Linked DNA regions of Hordeum vulgare: region 2 is linked to region 1. A link is a contact called in public Hi-C data. All regions are on one chromosome and are shown on one strand. Each heading gives the region's core, a stretch centred on a gene start, on an enhancer-like site or on the middle of the called end of the contact. The rest is flanking DNA. Distances are from core to core; before and after follow the strand shown. Region 1 holds the start of LOC123444183 (G-type lectin S-receptor-like serine/threonine-protein kinase LECRK1). Region 2 holds the start of LOC123444185 (phosphoethanolamine N-methyltransferase 1-like).

Evidence for each region. A called contact is a pair of places that touch in the nucleus more often than the background predicts.
Region 2: a contact with region 1 is called in a Hi-C map of leaf, with 5 times the contacts expected there. The contact joins the promoter of LOC123444185 here to the promoter of LOC123444183 in region 1. A contact is called at or near these places in 2 of 6 Hi-C or Micro-C datasets (leaf and seedling) and 1 of 1 datasets of contacts at active chromatin or transcription factors (embryo).

Annotation. Positions count from the first base shown.
Region 1 is chr3H:447,158,981-447,164,094 of MorexV3_pseudomolecules_assembly, reverse strand. It overlaps LOC123444183 (G-type lectin S-receptor-like serine/threonine-protein kinase LECRK1), which reads left to right and starts at 3,398. Exons shown (of 1, transcript XM_045120820.1): 1 at 3,398-5,114. The coding sequence starts at 3,651.
Region 2 is chr3H:447,291,366-447,296,184 of MorexV3_pseudomolecules_assembly, reverse strand. LOC123444185 (phosphoethanolamine N-methyltransferase 1-like) reads right to left here and starts at 2,867. Exons shown (of 12, transcript XM_045120822.1): 1 at 2,552-2,867; 2 at 2,257-2,390; 3 at 1,421-1,558; 4 at 1,153-1,290; 5 at 789-932; 6 at 391-501; 7 at 162-303; 8 at 1-68. The coding sequence starts at 2,603.

The DNA.
Region 1 (5,114 bases), core at 2,149-4,648:
CTAGCTACCATTCCTGGTAGCTCGCGGTAGACTGTTTATCCACGGCAGTAACCACTAACGATCGTTAGCGACTACCGTTAGCCCTACCATCACAGACCTTGGTGGTAGGGTAATACTACCTATCGACAGACCCATTGGCGGTAGGGTTGCATGACCTACCGCCCAATTTTGTTTCCTAGAAGCAACATTAGCATTTTTTGGGCTTTGGGATGTTAAACCCTACTGTCAGACGCGTTAGCGGTAGGGTATAACAACCTACCATTCCTGGTAGCTGGCAGTATACTATTTATCCACATTAGAAACCACCAACGATCGTGAGCGACTGCCGTTAGCCCTACCATCGCAGACCCTGGCGGTAGGGTAATACTACCTACCATCGGATCTCTTGGCGGTAGAGTTGCACGACCTACCGTCCAATATTTTCCTCAGAAGCAACATTGCCATTTTGGAGGTTTGGGATGTTAAACCCTACCATCGGACGCGTTGGCGGTAGGGTATAAGAACCTAACTACCATTCGTGGTAGTTGGCGGTAGATTGTTTATACACGTCAGCAACCATCGACGATCATCAGTGCGTTAGCCATACCATCACAGACCTTGGCAGTAGGGCAATACTACCTACCGCCGGACCCGTTGGTAGTAGAGTTGCACGACCTACCGCTCAATTTGGTTTCCTAGAAGCAACATTACCATTTTGGGGGTTTGGGATGTTAAACCCTACCGTCGGACACGTTGGTGGTAGCGTATAACAACCTACCATTCCTGGTAGCTGGCAGTAGACTGTTTATTCATGTCAGCAACCACCAACAATCGTCAGCGACTGCCGTTAGCCCTTCCATTAGAGACCTTGGCAGTAGGGTAATACTACCTATCGCTGGACCTGTCGACGGTAGAGTTTCACGACTACTGCCCAGTTTTGTTCCTTAGAAGCAACATTACCATTTTTAAGGTTTGGGATGTTAAACCCTACTGCCGGACGCGTTGGCGGTAGTGTATAAGAACCTACCATCCCTGGTAGTTGACGGTAGACTGTTTATCCACATCAGCAACCACCAACGATTGTCAACGACTACTGTTAGCCTACCACCAATGACCCTGGCGGTAGGGTAATACTACCTACCGTCGGACTCGTTGCCGATAGAGTTGTACGACCTACCGTCCAATTTTGTTCCTTAGAAGTTAGAAGCAACATTACCATTTTTGGGGTTTGGGATGTTAAACCCTACCGTCACACGCGTTGGCGGTAAGGTATAACAACCTACCATTCCTGGTAGCCAGCAGTAGAATGTTTATCCACGCCAGCAACCACCAACGATCGTCAGCGACTACCGTTAGCCCTACCATCCGAGACCGTGACGGTAGGGTAACAATACCTACCACCGAACTTGTTGGCGTTAGAGCTCCATGACCTACCGCCCAATTTTGTTCGATAGAAGCAACATTCCCATTTGGGGGGTTTGGGATGTTAATCCCTACCATCAGACACATTGCCGGTAGGGTATAACAACCTATCATTCCTGGTAGTTGGCGATAGACCGTTTATCCAGGTTAGCAATCACTACATGATCGTGAGCAACTGTCATTAACCTACCATCAAAGACCCTGACGGTAGGTAGTTATACCTACTATCACTGAGCTAGGGTAGGAAACAAAAATGATAAACATACAAAGAGTTACACACGGTTACACACTGACTATCATTCTTTCTTGGGAAAATCTAATTAACAGCGCCGCATCTCGGCATCACCATGTTGCGGCTGCGCAAGCATGCATTGTGTTCTCTTCCCATGCATGCATGCATGCATGCAATGATTCATCTCTAAATGATTGGAATTCAAAAACTTTTATCTCTTAAACCATTAATTCGATCGATGATCCGTTTTCGCCATTGACTTTGTTTTGACGAAATCTTCAAAACTAGATCCATGTCGACATATTTCGACAACTTTTTTTTTACTCGTACTTACCATATTTGTTGCACTTACTTGTCATATTAGTAAGTACTTACTTGTGTGATAAAAAATAATTTAATCGTCATATTTTTTGGAGATTGCATATAAATATGACATCTCGACATAATCAAACTAGCAAACACAAACAACTTTTTATAGGCGATTACGCGCGAAAATATGACAACTCAACATATTTAAAATCGATGACCACAAGAAATCTTTTTTGGTCATCGTTTGTAAATATGACAACTCGACATACTTAAAACTAACAAGCACACAAAATAGTTTTCTCGCAAAGTTATATGTAAATACGACAAATTAGCATATTTAAATTGGCAAACACAACCTATTACATGCTTTTTATATCATGCATAATAGAAACTGCCACAAGGCTTTATACGAAACAACATTAAAAAATGGCAATCAAGTTATTTTTCCCAGACAAGTAAGTGGTTAATAATATGTCAAGTGGGGTCAAAAAATATGACAAGTTTGAACTGAAAAAAATAATTATCAAAACATGTCGACGTGGGATCTAGTTTCGAAAAACTCGTCGCGAGAAAGTCAATAGTGAAAACGGATTATCGATTGAATTAACGGTTTTATAGATAAAACTTTTTGAATTTTAAACATCAAAGGGAATTGGGCTCAACCGACTGTTTAAGGAGCCGCCGCATGGAAGAGCATATATGCGGCGCCGTCGCTAGTCAATCTCTTTTTTCTTTTTAACTAATCTCTCCTCCCCTAATTTTTAATAAGGATGGGGTCTCATCCCTTTTAACCTCCAATCAAAATTCTTCTGGGTATAAAATTTTTATAAACTTATGTACGTGTAGCATTACTTGTAGGAAAAGGGTCATATTACAATGAAAAAAATCCATCTCGCTTAAGTTTTCAAGAAGGGTCGAGATAGTGATTTCGGCCGCCTGTGGATGTTCATGAAAAAAAAAAGTCCATACGCAGTCTCCCTTCTCGTGGTCCACATGATGCCCGGTTTCACGGAAAAGTCGCAGCCACGATATTGCTCGACAAGTGCTTCCGATGGTGTTGCTTCGTTGGCAAATCAAGATGCAACAGAAACTCTAATGGGAATCGTTCGGCCGGTCGCACACATGCGGGCGTTCGTTGACTTGATATCTAACTTTCTTCATTTAAAATTGTTGCAAACGACATTATATTTGCTATAAACGTTTTGTTTTGCTACATCTGTCCGCTAAAAAGCTCATTCATGGTTGATTGCAACTTCAGTTCGTTGGATTTTCGTTACAATCGCTATTTTTTACTTTTGCTACAACTGTGTTAATTTTGCTATAACCGGCATCATTCTTTGCTGCAACCGTTCACTAAAAAAGTTACATTCACGTCACGTAGATATTTTCCACAACCGGTGTTTGACTTTTGCTACCGCGCACCATCAACTTCGTTTTTTTGTTACGACCACGTAGATATTTTTCTTACTACAAATTTTATTTTTTGTTGCAACCATTGAAAAGATTGCTGCATCGAACGAAAAAATATTGCATGAAGTGGTTGGTGGATCCTAAAGTTTCGGCCGGCAGATTAGTTCTAATGTACATTTCTGACTAAGGATTGACTTGCTGTTGAGTGATTTGCAGTATCAGCATCACCAATTCATCATACACGCACTAAGCGACCCCCCACCGAGCATTCGCCCAGCAAGCTCATCATCATCCATCCATGGCGGCCAAGCCTTTCCATCTGCTCTTCTACTTAACACTAGTCATCCATGTTTCCCTCCAAGTGTCATTCGCGCAGACGAACATCACATCAAGGTCCCCCCTACTGGCTGCCGCCGGCGCCGGCTGGTCGTCCCCGTCGGGCCGCTTCTCCTTCGGCTTCTACGCCACGGACGGCGGCCTCGCCATCGGCGTCTGGCTCGCCACCGCGCCCAACGTAACGGTCACGTGGACCGCGAACCGCAACGACACGCCGGACACGGGCGGCTCGCTGATGCTCACCTACGACGGCCGCCTCATCTGGATCGGCGCGAGCATCAAGGACAGGCCGGTGGCAGTCCCGTCCCGGCCGGCTGTCTCCGGCGCCATGCTCGACGACGGCAACTTCGTCCTGTACGGCGCGGACGCGTCGGTGGTGTGGTCGACGTTCGCGTCCCCGACCGACACCCTGCTCGCCGGGCAGGACCTCGTGCCCGGGGCTCAGCTCTTCTCCAGCGTGTCGGACACCACGAGGGCCACCGGGAAGTACCGGCTCACCAACCAGCAAAACGACGGCAACCTCGTGCTGTACCCGGTGGGCACGAGCAACGTGGCAGCCGCGGCGTACTGGGACACGGTGACCTTCCAGATCGGCTTCCCCCTCACCCTGCGCCTGGATGCCAGTGGCGTGCTCTACCAGGCGAACAGCAACGGCAGCTACACCAACAACCTGACGCGACCCGGAGCCGCAAAAGCTGGGGAGCAAGCCCACTACCGTCTCACGCTTGACCCTGACGGAGTTCTGCGTCTGTACCGCCACGCCTTCGTGTCCGGCGGCGCGTCAAAGGCCGACGTCCTATGGAGCACACCGAGCGATCGGTGCCTTGTCAAGGGAGTTTGTGGGTTCAACAGCTACTGCGTCCTCGATCGCGACGGGCAGCCTACCTGTCTGTGCCCGCCTGGGTTCGGTTTCGTCGACGCGAGCAACGCCGCGCTCGGTTGCACGGTGAACTCCAGCGCCGGCCAATGCAAGGGGGGACAACAAGACGCCGCAGGCTTCTCCATGGCGCCCACGCCCAACATGTCATGGGCGGACACGCCGTACGAGGTGATGGGCGCGGGCACGAGCGCGGCCGACTGCCAAGCGGCGTGCCTGGGCGACTGCTTCTGCGCCGCGGTGCTAAGGGACGCCAACGACGGCACGTGCACGAAGCAGCAGCTCCCTCTGCGGTACGGCCGCGTGGGCGGCGGGTACGCGCTGTCCGTGAAGACCGGGGGAGCGGCGAACCCGACGCCGGGCGGCAGCGGCAGGGACACCAACCACAGATCCGTCGGCGTCGGGCGCGCGACCACCATCGCGCTGGTTTGCATCGGCGTTCTAGCATGCGTCGCGTTGTCCGCCTTGATCGCCTCCGCGCGGCTGCTCCGGGCGAACTGGAGGATCTTACACCGGCACGTGGCGCTCGCGAACGCCGACGCCGGCGAG
Region 2 (4,819 bases), core at 1,618-4,117, 130 kb before region 1:
ACATCCAACATCAAGCACCTTCTGCCCAGGTTTAAGATCCAGCAAGTCCACAAATTCTTTTGTAGTCTCTGTGAATGACAATAAATAAGCAGTTGTAAGGGTAGATTACAAACTAGAATATCACACGTTTCTTAACGGCAGATGGTTATATATGCCCTCACCAATTCCACCAGTGCTCACAAAACCTTGCCCAAAAACACGCTCATAGCGTAATATTCCACTGGTTTTGTACTGCACATTATCCAAAAATCTTTGAAACCCCCGATCTTCTGTTGAGTTGACTTTTTGCCATAGCCAACATATCTAAAAAGCGTGGAGTCATATTCATCAATTTCACTAGCTCATGGAAAGTGCATGCATATCTAAAGTGTACAATGGACTGAGAAGTACCTGGTTTTGATTCTTCTTGTTCTTCACATAAGCTCCAACACACTTGCAAGTAAGCAGAGAAAGTTCAGAGGAGCTCCCACTCTGATCAATGGCATGGCCCTCTTTAAATACCTATTTGGAAATCAAATGTTAGCTATTTAAAAGAAAATGCTACCATATCAATTTGTTGGCAAAAGCTCAGGTAAGCAATGAAAGTGGTGGAGCATTCAATCCTACATAAAATTGTTGCGAAGTAGTGCAAGTGACACTAATTTGTACTGATGTATCCATTCTAGAGGCAATAGCTAATATGCAGTAAAGTAGGTAATGATTAATTTCGAATAGAACAGAAAACAGACTGAAAACTGAAACTGAAATGGGAGAAAGGCACTAGTGGTAGAAAAGTTAGCATTTTTTACCTTAGTGTAAAACCTTGGTTCACGATAATGTGTCGGATTCACTTTCCTTTTTGAGTCTCCAGATTGATGGAAGCATGATTCTCTAAAGAAGATATGGCCACCAACTTTGAGCCATTTAACCATTCTTTCTACAAGCTTCTCGACCTACAGCAAGGGATAAAGCTTAGAAACAGTCACAGGAAATCAAATAGAATACCAGTTAACACATGCCGACAAAAAATTAGCTTAGATGTTATCAGTTCAGGCTTTCCGGAACCAGGGTTAACTATTGATCTGGACAATAAAGGATTACTACAGGCCTGTAAAATGGCTATTAAATCAAGGATCGAGACAAACAACCAGGTTCATAAGTGCATTATCTTACCTCCTCGTCTGAAAGATACATCAGTAGCCAGTTTGAAAATATGAGATCAATCGAGTTGTCCTCAATCACCAGGTCTGGAGATGTAACATCAGCACACATGAAGGATGCATTTTCGTAATGGCCATTTATGCTTTCATTCTACAATGAAAATATATTGAAAAGAGCTCAGTGAACCAGGCATTTCATGCATGTGGCGATTAAAAGAATGCCATCGCAATTCAGGCACCCAATATGTTTTCTTAAATCAGGAGTAGTTAAATGCTGATACCTTTTTAATCACACTTTCAATGAAATCCATTGCAAGAACATGCCCAGCTGTCTTAGCCAGTTCTCCAGTAAAGCGACCTATTCCCGCGCCAAGCTCCAGCACTGATTTTCCTTCATATGAAGGAAGTAAAGACAGTATCTGAAAAGTAAGAGTGGAATTATATGAGAATCTTGAATACAAGTCCAGGTAAACATGTTCTGAAGTCCTAATTTGCAAGAAATCATGTCTATTTCATGGGAACTACACCTTAATTATTCTAGTACTCTGCATATAGCATGGTAAGTCTTCTTATATGATACCTGATGTAATATGCCATATTGATGTTGAATGTAAAATACAAGAAGATGGATTATTATATTATTACTAAGGAAAATATGAATGGCAAACTTCTATAAAACCAAAAAGCAAGTACAAACTTCATATTGAAGTTGAGGTTTTTGGCATCATCTCAAGTAGACGCGATATTTTTCTTTAACCAAACTAGGATCCAGGGAACACTAAAAATTACGTGTCAGCATCATCAATGAGCACAGCACAGTTGCGTTGAACACCACACAATACGGATCAGTTTGCTCCCCAAATAACGCAGCACCTCCAAAAGCATCAACGATTACAACATGCATTTCTTCTAGGTAGCGCCAATATTATGATTGGTAATACTTGGAGCCGCCGAGCCGGGTGGGGGCAAAAGCAGTAAATCAACACACATGCTCCCCAGATCAGGCAGGTGGACAGTTGAAGAAACGAAAATATCATGTATCCGCAGATATACTGGCACTTAACCATTTACCACTAATCAACGGAACGGAAACGAGGCGATGGAATGGCGTTATCACCTCGGGGCGCTCCTCCTTGTCCAGATCGGCGGCACGGGAGTCGAGCATCATGGCCTCAACAGTGAGGTCCCTGGAGTGCTCCTCCCAGTACCTCTTCTGCGCCTCCCTCTCCTCCTCCAGCTTCGCCAGCACCCCTGCAACACACGCCACGCGTCAGTGACCCCACTCCAGCAAACAGGGAAGACACGCACGCCATGTGCTCGACCGTTCCCCCCAACCAACAACCAAGCGAGAGCAGAGATCCGGTCCGATCCGGCCGACACGGAACGGTGTTTGGTGAGCCCCTCCTGCTTACCGTTGGCAACGACTGCGTCGGCGGCAGCGGCGGCGGCGGCGGCGGCGTCCATCTTAGTTCCCGTGGCTGTTAACGGCGGGCTGTTCCGCGTGAATTTATCAGATGGGATGGTTGTTCGTTACGGGAGGCGGGCGAGATTAGGATCCCTCGACGGCGAGGCGGGCGCGGGAGAAGCTGCGGGAGCGGCGGTTGAACGACCTCCCACGCGGCTGCATCCACGACGGGATCACGTCGGGGCTGCGGGGAGGGGGAGGAGCGCGGACGAGTGGAGCGGGTGTGAACGAGCAGTGGCGGATGCGGTAGTAGGTGGGGGGAGAAGGCGAGGTTGGAAAGGGTTTTATAGCCGGGCGGAAGGGAGGGAGGGCGATCGAAGTCGAGCGATCCACCGTGAGATCTGCGCCACACGGCGGGCGCGGATCTTGGATCGGGGTTTTGATTATTTTGTTGATTTCGCTTTTTGTCGCCTTGGCTGAGCTGATCTGTAGCCTGATTGGACGGCGCGCGCCGCGTGTCTGGCTGCCTGGGCTCGGTTACGGGGTTGGGATCTGATGAACGGTAGCCAGTTGCTTTTCCTGGAGATGCTACTTTCACCATTGTGTCAAGGAAACTACTACTAGTACTCCTACCGTATGAAACGTGACGAATGAATCGGGAGGACGTGGTGGTCCGTGCTGGGCTGTCGAATTTCCTTCTCGATTCCTCGCCACACCAGTCACCACCAGGCGAGACCCAGCTAGCCAAGTTGATATTCGCATCCTCTCCATTCATCCCGTCGTGGCACTAACAGCGATGACATTTGGGACTCGTTGTTTGGACTTCACCTTCCACGGAAACAGTAGTGGATGTGCACTGAAGCATACTCCCTCCGTTTCTAGACGTGCTTCATCAGTTCAATACGCTGGAACTAGACCTTTAATCAGATTTTGATTAAAATTTTCAAAGCTGTTTTGAAATAGTCCATCCGATCTAATTTAATTGACGTAGCCTATATACAAGACATGATACAGTGTCTATCGTGTCTTGTATCGAGGCAATGTTAATAATTATTATTTACCGAATATTCAACTTTTTCAAAACTAAATCCGATACCTAAAACTAAAACAAGCACCGACTTGGGCTATTCGGCAAGGTTCTAGTTTTGGACTATCCAACTTCATGGATGGATTCGAACGAATGCCCTAAGCAATCTCCAACGCGACGCTTAAATAAGGGCTCCTGGATTTCGATCTCCTTCGGGTAGATAGTTTTCAGCTTGAATCATAGTCACTCCTGGATTTCGATCTTCTTCGGGTAGATAGTTTCCAGCTTGAATCATATTATCACCTAAGACGCCGACCCAAAAGATTGCTTCGAGCGCTTCTGATTTTTTGGCTAGTTTTGAGAGAAATGAAGGGATTTGGGTGCATGTGATTAGTATCTTGGGTTGAAGTAAGGAGCGCTCAGCTTATTTTGGGTGTTTATCTTTTTGCAAAAAGTAAATTGTTTCGTGGAGTCATATTTTTGTTTTGCCCAAATGATGGAACTGAGAAATCAAATCGATAGCTCTATTTGTTAGACATTGTTATTTCACAGCTAGATATTTTCCTTTTACCAACTAGGTAACTCCCCTTTCCATTATGATAGTGGCCTATTTTTTTAAGAGAATAAGTTCCAAACTTGCATGAATGAAAAATGATTGTTTGACTGAATTCTGATACTCCACTAAATAAACGGATTAAGAATGTCCCCTCTTCTTGTGAATTCCTCATAGGAGACCAAAATAAGAAAAACACTTGCCAAGAGATTCAGGTCACTCGGAGTGGGGATCAAGAACTCGTGCGATCAGTTACCTCTGTGTTTCCTCTATCCAAGTACCCGTTTTCATTACATGTAATGTTGCATCAGCAATAACTAAATTCTTTAGAGCAGGGTCTTCCATGACCATCAAAGCGGTGAAAAAACATACATAAAAATTTAATACAAGCAGGAGATTGATACGTCTTCAATGTATCTATATTTTTTTTATTGATCCATGCTATTATGTTATCATTTTAGAACACTTTTTAGACACATACCTATCAATTTACATTATTTTTAAGTACTAACCTATTAACCCAACATCTGGTGCTAGTTGTTGTTTTCTGGATGTTTTTCCACTTTGCAGGTTCCAGTACTAAACGAAGCTCAATGGACCTGAAAATTTTTGTGCATTTTTTCTGGACTAAAAGAACACCGTGGAGCATCGAAAGAAGGCCGGGAGGCACACGAGGCTCTCACAAGCCATCTGGC